Linked DNA regions of Rattus norvegicus: region 2 is linked to region 1. The links are chromatin contacts, called in public Hi-C maps. All regions are on one chromosome and are shown on one strand. Each heading gives the region's core, a stretch centred on a gene start, on an enhancer-like site or on the middle of the called end of the contact. The rest is flanking DNA. Distances are from core to core; before and after follow the strand shown. Region 1 overlaps LOC134480867 (a long non-coding RNA gene). Region 2 holds the start of Top2a (DNA topoisomerase II alpha).

Region 1 (7,052 bases), core at 4,187-6,686:
CTCAGCCCTGCCTGTGCCCAGGGTGGTGAGGTGATCAGGAACAGAACTAAGAGTTGGGTAAAGAGCAACGGGAAACGATTCTGTTGGAGAACACGCACACATACATGTGCACACGGTCCAAGGCAGAAGGTAGCAGTCTGGCTGCAGACTCAGAAGCTGGCACCAGGTAAGGAGCAGGGGGTACCATCTCTTACATGCCAACGTGCTGGGCACCCTATCCAAGACGAGATGAATAGTGGTGGGGGAGGGCAAGAAACTTCTCAAGACAGTTTGTTGTTGTTGTTGCTTTTTAAATTATTTCCATATGACTTAACCCCCACCCCCAGCCTAGCACACTGGGGGATCTGACCCCCTTTCCCACGAACAGTAATACAGCAGGGCAGTGCCCAGAGAGAAAAGGAGACACAGTTAAACTGATCTGCCAACCACCCCTCAACATACACACATCTGGCTAGCAGCTTCCAAGCCTCGTGGGTGGCACTAAATCCCAGACATCCTCAGTGAAGCAAGGTCGGCCAGTCTATTCTGTCCTTCCCTCACCCCAAAAGGCTTCCACAACCCCCAAGTAACACAAGACTCAGGCGCGTCTCACTCAACTGCTCTGGCTCCCGCACCCAATTCTGACGGCTCCCCCACACTCCGACCGAGACACCAGCTGAGCGGGCCCCGCCCCCCCAGCCAGTTCCCTCTGGTGGGGGTGGGCCCCTGGCTGATTCTCCCCAAACCACAGGGCGGCTCAGGTAACAGGAGAAAGAGTAGGAGGGGGCTAGTCCGTTGGGCATCTGATCTCTCCCCAAACAGGTTTCAAGAAGTCTTTTTGTTTGGTTTGGTTTTGGAGAGAAAAGAGTTCCCAGCAGTGGATCTGCCACGGCTGGAGCGCCGGGGACACGCGCGGCAGACGGCCGCAGAAGCCTCAAGGCTGTGCGCGCGAAGACGCGGCGTAGACGGGGCTCCCCAACCCCGGACACGCCAGCGGCAGGCTGGGAAGTCCAGGAAACCCCAGGTCCCCGTCGAAACCGCCCGGCACCCAGTCCCCGCCCGCAGCTCCGGTCCAGAGCGGGCCACCGGGCCCCGATGTGTGAGAGAGCCGAGGGTTCCCCAGAGTTCCAGGGGAGAGATTACCTCGAAGCGAGGGGATGCAACCCGTCTGCGCGTCTGCGGGCACAGGGTCTGCCCCAAGCAGGCGCCGCGGCGCTGCCGGGCGTCAGGGGTTTGGGGTCCTCGGAGAGGAGCCGTCCGGGGGGCCGCAGCTCAGGGGCGCGGGGCGACGGCAGCGGCCATGGCGAGTCACGTGCAGAGGCTGAAACTTTACCCGGAGCCCTAGACTGGGGGGGCGGAGGGTATGGAGCTGGGGTGGGAGGGAGGCCCCCCTGCCGCAGGTCCGCCCCTGTACGCCACGGGCCAATCACTAACCGGGGGCGGGTTCTCAAGCTCACACCCGCCCCTCTCTCCTTAATAGACCCAGGGAAGGGCGAGTCTTAAAGGAGACGCTTCCAGCTGGTGGCTGGACCGTGGGAATCTGGGAGAATCCCTCCCTCAACACGCCAGAAAGAGATTGAGAGCGAGAAGGGGTGTGTGTGAAGTTCAGAGAAAAAAATAAAAATACGACTCGGCGGAGAAAGAACCTCAGGGTGCGGTATCCTACACACACTCCCTTCTCCCCCCCCCCCCGCCACACGCCCACACTCAGGGACACACACACACACATCACACACACTTACTAAACCTGGGAAGAAAGGATGGTGTAATGTGGAGAACGCACTGACTCCTGCCCCAGCTGTCAAGTCTCTGTCTCTCCTAATCACAATCCTCCGGGGTCAGCTGAAACTGAAAGCTATCTGACCTTGAGCTAAACACTTCGCTCCTCTGGACTTCAATATTTTCTCGTCTGCAAAATCCCGGAGTACAAAGAGAAGACCGCCTTCCCCATAAGAACATCTCTCGTCTTTCCCAAACACCTCTCCGACTTGAGTGGATGAGAGGAAATTTCTAGCCCAACTGAATCCCTCCGAGTAGCTATAAGTATGGTCACCCCAAGTCAGGTCTTGGGACGGCCAGGAGTCCCCCCCCATTCTAGAACACTCCCACTTGAGGGCCGAGGGCAGTTCATGGATGTTCCAGGAGGACAGGATCTGAATCACACTCCACATCTGCAGACCTCGATCCCCAACTGTCACAACCCCCCTCCCGGCCAGCCAGGGAGGTTAACGTCTCCACCTTCAGCACTGCACTGGAGGAGGGTGGGTCCACCGTGCAGTGCCTCCCTCACCGAGTTCCTGGGCAGAGAAGTGGCAAGTGCCCCCCACAGGACATCCCACTGGAAAGGGAAGTGCCACACACCCAGGCCTCCACCCTAGAGACGCTCAGTCTAATCCTGTGTCCGGATTTTCAGACTAGGAACAGGAGGTCCGAGGCCCACATAGCATTTTGTCCACGGTTGCATGAGTGTCTGAACCGGGTCTAGAACTGGAGTATCTGCTTGTCTCTCTCTGGCTCTGCTCTGGCGGCCTTGGAAGGTAGCACAGGTCAGGTCCGTGGGACACTCTGCCTAGAGGTCGGACGCAAGGGAAAACTCGGCAAAGCGGTGCAGCGCTTCCCCAGACCCTCGCCGCCCGCTGGGCTAGAGCAGTCTCCCGCTCCTGTCTGGATTTCCGCCGGTGCGAACCACCCGCCCAGCCCCTTTCTCCCGCCCCGCCCCGATCTGTCCCGTCCAGATCCATCCACAAACATGCGCTCAGCAGGCAAGAATGCGTCAATGGCTCCCAGATGTGGAGGCCGACGCTTAACCCATTCCCTTCCACGCACCCCCTCCGGTGCCCTCACCAAGCCTTTCGGCCAGAGTCTCACCATCATCAGGAGCCTTCAAACAAGTGAGGAACCTTGGCTAAGAGGGTGGCCTAGGGTCAGTCTACCTCTAATTCCCATAGCCTCCTCCTAGCCTAGATCTTACCAGGTAGGTGCATGCATAGAATTACACTGCCTCCCACACGGACAGCACACCTGCCAGCAAGTGGTTTCAGGTACACTTTTTCCTCTCTTTTTTTTTCTCTTTCTTTCCTTCTTTTCTTTCTTTCTTTCTTTCTTTCTTTCTTTCTTTCTTTCTTTCTTTCTTTCTTTCTTGTTGAGACAGGGGATTCTCTGTGTAGTCCTGGCTGTACTGGTACTTGCTCAGTAGACATGGCTGGCTTTGAACTCACAGAGATCTGCCTGCCTCTGCCTTTTGAGTGGTGGGATTAACGGTGTGTGCCCAGGGGGTCCATTCTTCTTGTACACACTTCAGGCTTACCTGCCAGCCTATGAGAATGTTCTTGTACACACACCCTGGAACAAATGCACAACCTCACATATTCATGGTGTGACTATGTACACCTCATATATATGCACACCCAGCACACCCAGCACACACACACACACACACACACACACACACACACACACACACACACACACACACAAAGCCATGATGGAGAGTGGAGTGTGCTTCCGAATTGATGCAGCTGTAGGTCCATATGGGGATGAAAGAGAAAAGCCCATGCTCACACAAACCACTTCCTACAGGAGTCAGACACAAGATGGGACACACACCCTACACACTCTGGGAAACTTCCTTCATGCCCGGGGCACCACGGGTCCAAAGTCCAGGCCTACCCAAGCATGACTGCAGGATCGGAAGAGGTCCCTAGGTTGGGGGCCAGGAGTCATGAGTCCACAGCAGTGGCTGTGTTGGTCTGAAAACGGGGCTTTCACACCCTTCAAACAGGGACCCTGTTTCAGGAACAGAATACTCAGAATACAGCAAGAGGCTAGCAGAAGAGAAGGGCCCCAGGGCGCTCCTAGGGCCTCCACTATCCCTGCAAGCAGGAGACAGTCTGTGGGGGTTGGGGGAAGCACTGGTTTCCCAAGACAAGAAGTCAGTCCCTCACTGGGTTCAGACAGGTAATAACTGTCCAGTGACAGCTCCTAGTCCTCAAAGGAGTGACAACTTGAGCAACTCCTTAAAAAGAGCACCGAGCCAGGTGTGGTTGCCCACACTGTACCCTCTAACACCAGTACTTGAGAAGCTGCAGCAGGAGCACCGTTTGAGTTCAAGGCCAGTTTAGGCTATGTAGTCATGGCTACGGAGTAAGACCTTGTTTCAAAACAGACTGACCAAAGAACAGCATCAAGTCCGGTGTGGTACATATATATAATCTCGGCATCTAGCACTCCGGAAGCGGAAGCAGGGGGATTAGATGTTTGAGAACAGCCTAACAGACAGGAGGGAGAGAGAGACGGCACAGCACACACACATCCAAGCACTAAGCAGGATCTGAAGTAGGCATGGGGGAAGAATGTCTCTCTCAGACCACCTGAAGGTGGGCGAGGTGAGAGGGAGGTGCCTGGTAGAACCAGCCTCAACTTCCTCCTCCCCAGCCTCCAGATTATGTATCTCCCAGGTATACTTCCCACAGTCACCTTTTACGTCTCAGTCTAACAGGGGTCCTGTTTCCTTTTTTTTTTTTTTTTTTTTTTGGTTCTTTTTTTTGGAGCTGGGGACCGAACCCAGGGCCTTGGGCTTCCTAGGCAAGCGCTCTACCACTGAGCTAAATCCCCAACCCCCTGTTTCCATTTTTATAGGATAGAAAACTGAGGCTCAAAAAGAAATTGTCAGGCTGGAGAGATGGCTCAGTGGTTAAGAGCACTGACTGCTCTTCCAGAGGTCCTGAGTTCAAATCCCAGCAAACCATCTCACAAACCATCTGTCATGGGGTCCGATGCCCTCTTCTGGTGTGTGTGAAAACAGTGACAGTGTACTCACATACATAAAATAAGTAAATCTTTTTTAAGAAAAGAAAGAAATTAACCAACTGGATGTAGTGGTTCATGCTTATAGTCCCCAGGCCTTGGGAGACTGAAGCAGGGGGGATGGCCATGAGCTCTAGAACTTACATAGTAAGTTCCAGGCCAGTCCTGGCTACAGAATAAGAACCTATCTCAAACAAAACAATTGCTTTGCCAAGGTCTTACGGTTTGTCGATGCAGACGTGGGATTCGAACTCACAGCTGTCTGCCCCACACTCCCCCACTTCCTCCTCCAAATCAAACATATCCCACTCTATTCTCAAGCCTGCTACCTCTTCCTTTACCTCCACAGGGTATGTGGGGGAAGCAGCACGCTTGCCTGGCTCTGCAGGTTTATGGGTAGGGCTAGGAGATGAAAGAGATGAGAGAGGACACTGGGGGCTACACGTGTAACCCGCCACCCTAACCCTAGCATGATGCCCACCTACCGGCCGGGTGACTCAGCTGCATCCGGGGAAGATGCCAGGGCAGTGACTCACCTACCGAGAAGAGCTGAGTCTGGTACTTTGCCAGCCCCGGGACAGAAGCGACTTAGTCACTACCAGGGCTGTGCTGCCCAGCAGGCACGGTCTAAGGATCAGGGACAGAGGCCAGCAAAGTCCTCCCTGGTTACATGCGCCCCCTGGTGAAGGCAGGCTTCAGCATCCAGGATTGAACTGTGGCTCTGCTGGCCCCTGTCCTCCCACTACTGCCCAGCTCCATGACACCAGCTCTGCTCTAGTGCCAGCAAGTTTAGTGAGACCCTCAGGCTGGGCTGCACTGCCCCCTTGCAGCCAGCTCCCCCTGCCCCCCTCCCGTCATCACTCACCACCTACCCTCTGATTTAACCCCACCTCCTCCTGCCACCCAAGTTGTACCCAGCTATGAGTCTCCTTTAAACATGTCCTGGCAGCACTCCTGCCCCCACAGCCCCTCTCACCGTACACACACACACACACACACACACACACACACACACACACACACTCCTGCCAGCAGCTGCTGAAGTTGTCGAGCAGGAGGGAAATCATGAGGGTGGGGCTGGGGATTGAGTTACCAAAGCCAATGGGGTGGGCTGTCACCCAATCCCCCATCTCCCTCACCCATTTCCCTCACCCACCTGCCTCCCTCCCTACCTCTGGCTGGCAGCCTGCTCTCCCTTGAGCCCCTCCACCCCACTCCACCCAAAGTAGGAAATAAATGTTCAAGGGTACTTGTCATGCAAAGACCAGCCCAGTTTATGTGTAAGAAAGAGAAGGCGAGAGAGATGGAGACAGCCGGAGCTACAGAGCTCCCTGATCAGTGTCTGGGCTACAACTACTAGGTGTGTCTATGCCTGCTGTGTTGAGAGACTGGAAGGCTGGGAGTAGCTCATGGGTCCCAGTGGAGTTGGTGGAGCCCAAAGGGAGTTGACAGGTTGAACAGCCTCAATCCATTTACGCTATTGATTTCTTACACGGTGCAGCAGGCTTGATGGGGGGCATGATAAATCAGGACCCCAGAGATGGGGGGGACTGGGGAGGGGGGAGGGGCTCCTGCACCATAATTTGTGGCCCTCTTAGAGCTGCTGGGTGAGGAGGTGGCCAGCCAGGAAACAGGAGGGGCTGACTGACAGAGGGTAAGGTTGGGAAAGGAGGTGTTGGATTAAGGTCCCCATCTGCAACAACTCCTTCCAGGGCTGGCAACACAGAGAGGTTCCGGAACAACTCTAGGGGGCACCATTCGCCTTACAATTCCATGAATGGCTTTCTCGGCGCCTATACAACGTGGAGTCCCCCAGGGAGATGGAATGCCAGTGGAATCCCCAGAGATGGCTTCTTGGCTATTCTCTACCATCCCCTGCTCCTAGGACTCAGACAACCCCACCCCCTAATCTGAGACCTCTGCTAATTGCACTGGCTCCTTACTATGCTGTGGGGGCAATGGCATAGCATGGGTTCTGGGCATGGCAGGAATGAGCTCAGGATGGGTTCTGGGGAGTCTAAGGATATGTGTCCTTGTCACCCATCTGTCCTCAACTCATCTTGCAACTGTGGACAAAAATCCCTGGCCCTCTCTAGGTCTCCGAAATGAAACAGCTGGACGAGATGTCCCTTCCGAAAGGTGGCTCCAAGCCCCACAGCTCGCCAGCCTGGAGTGTGTTGGAAGCTGTCCAGCGTTTCCATTCACACCAGTGGCCACAGGCCGCCCAAACAAACCAAGCTGGGGTTTACAGAGACCCTGCACAGACA
Region 2 (6,626 bases), core at 3,425-5,924, 88 kb before region 1:
CCCCTCACTGTGGCTATGAATAAACATGATCCCTCCTGAGCTTAGCATCTTTCTTTCTACCTTCCATCGCCCTTCAGTCGTTTTAATAATCTAACACAAACACAAAGCACTGTGCAAGTCAGCGAGGTTGTGGGATAGCATTTGTGATTCCTAGACACTAAGTTGTTGAATGGATACATGCTGCCAGAGGGAACTTCTCAGCACATTTGAGAGTTAATGGTCCCGAGTCACCTCCCAATGGGACCTCCTTTATTCTTTTCTGAGGTATGTGGTCCTCTATCTCCCTTTGGGGCAGGCCTCCCAGAGACTGAGCTCTGTAGGCGATCTGGGGATCCAACTCCTGGGTAATATTCTCAGTAAATGGGAGGAGGGAGGATACAGAGAGAGAGAGACAGGGGGCCAGGGAAGGGAAGAGGGGGTAAAAAAATCCAGAGCTCCTACTCAATTGGTAGTTAATCTCATTGAGGGAAGGAGAAAAGCAACCAACCCAAACCAACATGGCCAAGTTAATTAAAACAAGCTTTTTTAAAGTTTGGATACACGGGCTGCCTCCCCCTTAAGGCAAGGTTTGAGGGGTCAGCCTTGGATGTGAGGAAGACAAGGTTTTAATTGTCCAAGTGCAGGGGTTTCCAGATAGGGGGTTTAGTGGGCAAAATAAGTGGGGTTACAGTAGCAGAAAACAAACACAACAAGTTAGTCCCATCAACCTTCCGGAACCAAGACAGGACTGCGAGGTGGACGAGGTAACAGCCGGCAGTCACAGCAAGACATCCATAACAAACCTTTTGTAACAAAGGTAGGGTCGCAAGATGGTTAACTTTTCTGAAAGGAAACCACCATTGCCATTCTTGGAGCAGGCAGTATAGAACTGTTTGTGGTTAAGGTTACAGATGGAGGATAGCCCAATCCTTGAGAAACAAGTTTAATCAGAAAAGGGAATGAGGGCTTGGGGACTTAGCTCTGTGGTAGAGCACTTGCCTTGCAAGCGCAAGGCCCTGGGTTCGGTCCCCAGCTCCAAAAAAAAAGAAAAAAAAAAAAAAAAAAGAAAAGAAAAGGGAATGAGCCCAGTTCGTCTTTATTGTAAGAGGGCTTTAAAGCCTAAGATGGGGGCAGGTTGGTTCCTCACAACCCACTACAGGGAAGACAGGCAGCTCCGACCCAGGAGTGGCCCAGATTGATAACTGACACACAGAGCTTTTGGAACCTCCTAACCTCCTACTGCTGCACCAGAAAGACCAGACACACACAGGAGAAAATACCCAAACCTTTATTAAAGAAGTGCACATGCTCCTGCAAATACACGACTGACAGAGACACTCCCTAGACACAGGACTGACTGTTAAGGCAGTGTGGGGAGAAGGGGAAGCCAGTCCTGAAGAGAAGTAGAGGTGAGCACTGTGGATATATGCTGAGCACCTCGTCTTTCCTAAGTCGTGTACGGGGCACTTTATCTGTGAGTCTTCACCCTGACAGGAGGAGGAGCTCTCAGTCAGCGCCATTTTAGATGAAGGAACCCACCCACCACACAGCAAGTTGGCACAGCAAGATCCAGTAGCTTGCCCAAGTCGGGATACCTAGCAAGTACTCAGTGACATCCCTACGGGTGGAGGCAGGTCTGAGGCTGGAGAGTAGAAGCCAGTTTAGGCCCCTCTGGAGTCAGGAGGGTCACATGGATGGTAGCCTTCCCCTCCCCTCCGCCATCACCACAGAACTGAGTCCAAAAGCCTGGACTCTCCAACATGTAATGGCTGGAGAGGTGGTTCAGTGGTTAAGAGCACTGACTGCTCTTCCAGAGGTCCTGAGTTCAATTCCCAGCAAGCACATGGTGGCTCACAACCATCTCTAATGGGATCTGACGCCCTCTTCTGGTGTGTCTGAAGACAGCGACAGTGTACTCACACATATATAAATAAATACATCTTTTTAAAAAGTCAGTTAGCATCTAGCTAATTCTGGAATTCTCTTTGTGGGCAATGCCTTTCAGTTCTGTCATTCCCGTATATGCCCACCCTACCCCCACATACACCCTACTTCCACCTTCAATGGATCCTACAAGTCCTGTAAGACACCCCACCCTAGAGGACTCCTAGGAGGAGAGAGTTCTGGCAGAAATGGGGGGGGGGAGCTTGTATCCAGGGAAGGTCAGAGCAAACTGCTACCTTTAATATCTAACACTAAGCCAGCATCTGGGAGGCAAAGACAGGAGGATCTGAGTTCAAAGCAGATCTGAGTTCAGGCAGATATTGAGTTCAAGGCCAGCCTGATCTGCAGAGCAAGTTCCAGGGCAGCCAGGGATACATAGAGAAACCCTGTCTCCAAAAACTGAAATAAATTAAGTATTAACACTAAGTGCCCCCATATCCCATTTAGCTCCATGTACCTTTAACAATGGGTAACGTCATGTGGGGAGGGGGCTGAGGCAGAAGTTATTTGGGGGCTGGTTAGTGGAGTGGTTGCCTAGTATGCATGAAGCCCTGTATTTGATCCTGAGCACTGCACTTTTTTTTTTTAAGGTTTATTTATTTATTATATAGAAGTACGCTGTAGCTGTCTTCATGCACACCAGAAGAGGGCATCAGATCCCATTACAGATGGTTGTGAGCCACCATGTGGTTGCTGGGAATTGAACTCAGGACCTCTGGAAGAGCAACAAGTACTCTTAACCACTGAGCCATCTCTCCAGCCCCTAGCCTTAACCCTTAGGAGGCAGAAGGGAAAGAATCAGTCAGAGGTTCAAGAGCATCCTTGGACACAGCAGGTTTCAGGTCCAGTTTGGGATACCTGAGGCCTGCAGGGGTGGGAGGAGTGACTCTGCCTTCTGAGATTTAGAAAAGACCAAAAATCATGATCCAGTTGAACTTGTGGGGAGACTTTAAAGCTCATGCCTCTCATCTCCACTGAAGCTGTCCCAGAAAACAGGATTGAAACTGCTTCCTGTGGGAACTGAATTCCTGTGGCCTCATCTCCAGGTGGAGCCTGCAGGCTTCGAGCTGGGATGAACTACAGGACAGAGGACAGGAGTGAAAGGGCCTCCTTGAGAAGCATAGCCACCTGGCTTCTGTGCTCCAAGAGAGGTAAAGGTAGCTTGCCTGGCTTCTGAATATCAAGGAAAGCTGCAGAGAATGACAACCCTGGATGTGGCACCCACAGCCTTGTCGGTCTTCCGACTGGACAGAAGTCCTAATTGCTGAGTCCCTACTGGCCCTAAGCATTGAAGTCAGCCTCCTTTATTAACACACAGGATAAGGCTGAAAACACTGAAGAGAAAGAGAAAGACCAGAATAAGATCAAAACTCTATTCCTTTGGTTTTCCTATCATCCAGGCCACATTCCTTCACTGACCTTCTCTTTCATTTGCCAGTGGGGTAATTGTTGGACGTGTGGAGTTATTTAATAATGGTTGACCCCGGGCTTCTTTTGGAAAGGAAAAATATTTTAATTCACCAAATTCGTTGCTGATAATAGCTAGCTTTTTTTTAGGGTGGTGGTGGGGTTAGAGACAGGATTTCTCTATGTAGCCCTGGCTGCTCTGGAACTCACTCTGTAGACCAGGCTGACCATAAACTCTGAGATCCACCTGTTCCTGCCTCCCAAGTACTGGGATTAAAGGTGTGGTGTCGCACACTAGCTTCTTATATTTATCATTTCTGGGTTTGTTTGTTTGTTTGTTTGTTTTTAGCACAGGAAATTGAAGCTTTCTCCATCGAGAACCCACCAAGCCCCAGCCTCCCATGTCAAACTGAACAGCGCTCTAGACTGCATTGTGCGCAGAGGGCAAACATAAAGAACACTTGTGGGTTCCCTCACCAGCTGAGGGAGACGTTATGGTCTCATGACCGCTTCTCATCTTCTCCACTGAAGAAGCACGAATGAATCTTTTTATCAGTGGTGATCCACAGGGGATGTTAACGCTGTCTACGATTCTACTTGGTGTCTACTCTTTCTGTATGGAAGGCTAAGTCCACAGCGGAAGAACTTTACAGAATTTCTCCAGAGCTAACCCAGTGCGTCTCAACTTCCACTTCCTAAGGTTGCAGCCCTTTAACACAGTTCCCTTATGTTGTGGTGCCGTCCTATCATAATCATTCCATTGCTATTTTATCACTGTAATTTTTGCTGCCGTGACGAATTGTAGCGTAGTTATCTTCTATAGGATCCCCCTCAAAGGGGTCACGACCCACAGGTTGAGAACCGCTGCCCCTCGTCAACCCCGCGAGAGAATGGGCGTTGCTTCCTTGGTCAGAAAAAAAAAAAGAAAAGCAGAAAAGCACATCCCAGGATTAGGAGAGAATCTCTGTAATCTCAACGAATCTGAAACAAAGAATGCGCATCCGTGTTCTAGTTTTACTCAGGAGGACAGTTTAGTCAACCGCTTTGCACTTCCAAAAAGCCTTCTCTCTTCAGAGTATCTCTCAGAGCACACAGACCCTCCTCATTGGTCAGATTTCCTGTCAGTCACAGTTACAATTGCTATTGGTCCATCTTGAGGTTTCTCCCGCCTCCCTTTACCTAATTGGTTCATTCGAAAAGGCCGCCTGTTGAGTAAAAGACCTTTGTGAGTAAAAGACCGTCTGCGATTGATTGCTGTAAACAGAGCAAATGAGAGCGAGTCGGTGATTGGTTCCTCTGATTTGGGCGGGCTAGATGAATGTTCAAATGAAACTAGGGAAGCTCTCCTAACCGACGCACGTCTGTGGAGAAGCGTCCAAGTCGCCGGTCGCCTAGCGTTTCTCACTGATTTTGTCGCTTTTAGGATTCTCGAGCCCCTTCAGGACGGTCACCATGGAGTTGTCACCGCTGCAGGTACAGCTCGCGGATGGGACCGGGTAGTAGAGCCTTTACGCGGCTTCTGCGTTCATGGCGGGTGATGAAAGTTGAGGCTCCTGGGCCGAGGGCTGGCCGGCGACGGGCTAGGATCTGGTCAACTCCATCTTCTGGGCCTTGAGGGGTCATGGACAGGGTGAAGCTCTTTACGAAATGATATCGATAATCTAATCTGGGTTCTTGAGTGTCGTGTTTTTATTGTTGGTGGGGGCAGGTTCAACTCGTCCTGTGATCGGTCTGTATTCTAATAGCCCCAGGGTGACTTCCAACCGGCTTATAGTTGAATTCGATGGCCCACTTTCCTTCCCTAGTTGATTTGAATAACTCATCACGGAAGGTGCAGAACATGACAGTTCCCACTGAGGAGCTGGCTGACCGAGTGGCTCAAAAAAGTCCTGTTTCAGGATGTGAATGTGGCCAAGGGTTTGCATCCCTAGCATCCCAACTGCTACGGCTGGATAACACCACCATCTGCAATCTGCACGAGACTGTGTGGGCACTCAGTAAACATTTTTCCATTAGATGAAAGAAGTTGAGTGTAGTTTATCGATGACATAAAAATATTATTCAAGGCAGAAATGTCCATACTTGGCTGAAATAAAATACTTATTTAAACGGGCACCTGTAGCCAGACCTAGTGGGGCAGGCCTGGAATGGCATCTGCTCCAGAGACTGAGGCAGGAGGATGGCTTAAGCTACCTAATGCGACACTATCTCAGAAACAGCAACGGGGTTTTGAGAAGCAGGTCTGGGGAGTTTGCTCAGTGGTCAGAGCATTTGCCAAGCACGTGCATGCAAGGAAGGCCTTGGGTTCCATCCCCAGCACCACACATACACAAACCACAGAACCTAGTTCCAAGGATTTTAATTGAATTGTTTGTTTGAAACTATGCAAACTCTCCCGGTACCTACAAGCAGAGGACAGATTGTGATGCAGTGTATTGACTTTATCATAACTGCAGATACTTTGTTGGCCACTTCTGATAAGGTTGTAAAAATCAGTTTATTTTTGCTTCCCCAAATGACTAGCCTGTAAATGAAAATATGCTACTCAACAAAAAGAAGAATGAAGATGGCAAGAAAAGACTGTCCGTTGAAAGAATCTATCAGAAAAAAACCCAACTGGAACATATACTGCTCCGCCCAGATACCTACATCGGCTCTGTGGAGTTAGTGACCCAGGTAAAACCAAACTAGCTTAGTGCACTTGCTCTATAACACGGCATACTGTGTCAGGTTAATGTTTCTTACTTTACTTGGCGTCACTGGAACTGATCCTTCATTGATGCAGATACGGACTCTGTGCGTGTGTTTCAACATTTATTCTAGAAGACTTTACTCCTGAATGTATTGGTGCAGGCCTTTAATCTCAGCACTCAGGAGTTAGAGGCACATGGATCTCTTGAGTTTGAGGCCAGCCTGGTTTGTGTAGCCAGTCTCTGGCCAGTCAGTGCTACGTAGTGAGACATTGTCTCAGAAAAGGCAAGAATATTAATGTCAAACAATAAATAAATAAATAAATAAATAAATAAAAAAAACTAGTGAGACACTGTCTCAGAAAAAGCATGAGTATTGGGGTTGGGGATTTAGCTCAGCGGTAGAGTGCTTGCCTAGCAAGTGCAAGGCCCTGGGTTCCGTCCCCAGCTCCAAAAAAAAAAAAAAAAAAAAAAAGCAAGAGTATTAATGACAAAACAATAAATAAATAAAAATAACTTTCTTTGCCTTTTCTAGCAAATGTGGGTTTACGATGAAGATGTTGGTATTAACTACAGGGAAGTCACTTTTGTTCCTGGTTTGTATAA

Evidence for each region. A called contact is a pair of places that touch in the nucleus more often than the background predicts.
Region 2: a Hi-C map of psoas muscle shows a contact between it and region 1, with 2.3 times the contacts expected there. The contact joins the promoter of Top2a here to the enhancer-like site in region 1. A contact is called at or near these places in 5 of 12 Hi-C or Micro-C datasets (the A7r5 cell line, kidney, prefrontal cortex and 1 more).

What each region holds. Positions count from the first base shown.
Region 1 is chr10:84,383,890-84,390,941 of GRCr8, reverse strand. LOC134480867 (a long non-coding RNA gene) reads left to right here. Exons shown (of 3, transcript XR_010055790.1): 2 at 1-1,078; 3 at 1,460-1,590. It also overlaps a transcript of Rara not described here. Among named protein-coding and RNA genes, the nearest start is that of Rara, 24 kb to the left of the region's middle. Within about 2 kb of position 5,436, at least 20 of the 93 cell types and tissues checked have an H3K27ac peak or open chromatin away from gene starts, as enhancers often do. A contact at or near this core is called in the A7r5 cell line, where this site is marked.
Region 2 is chr10:84,471,141-84,477,766 of GRCr8, reverse strand. Top2a (DNA topoisomerase II alpha) reads left to right here and starts at 4,674. Exons shown (of 35, transcript NM_001393768.1): 1 at 4,674-4,803; 2 at 5,854-6,006; 3 at 6,556-6,626. The coding sequence starts at 4,783.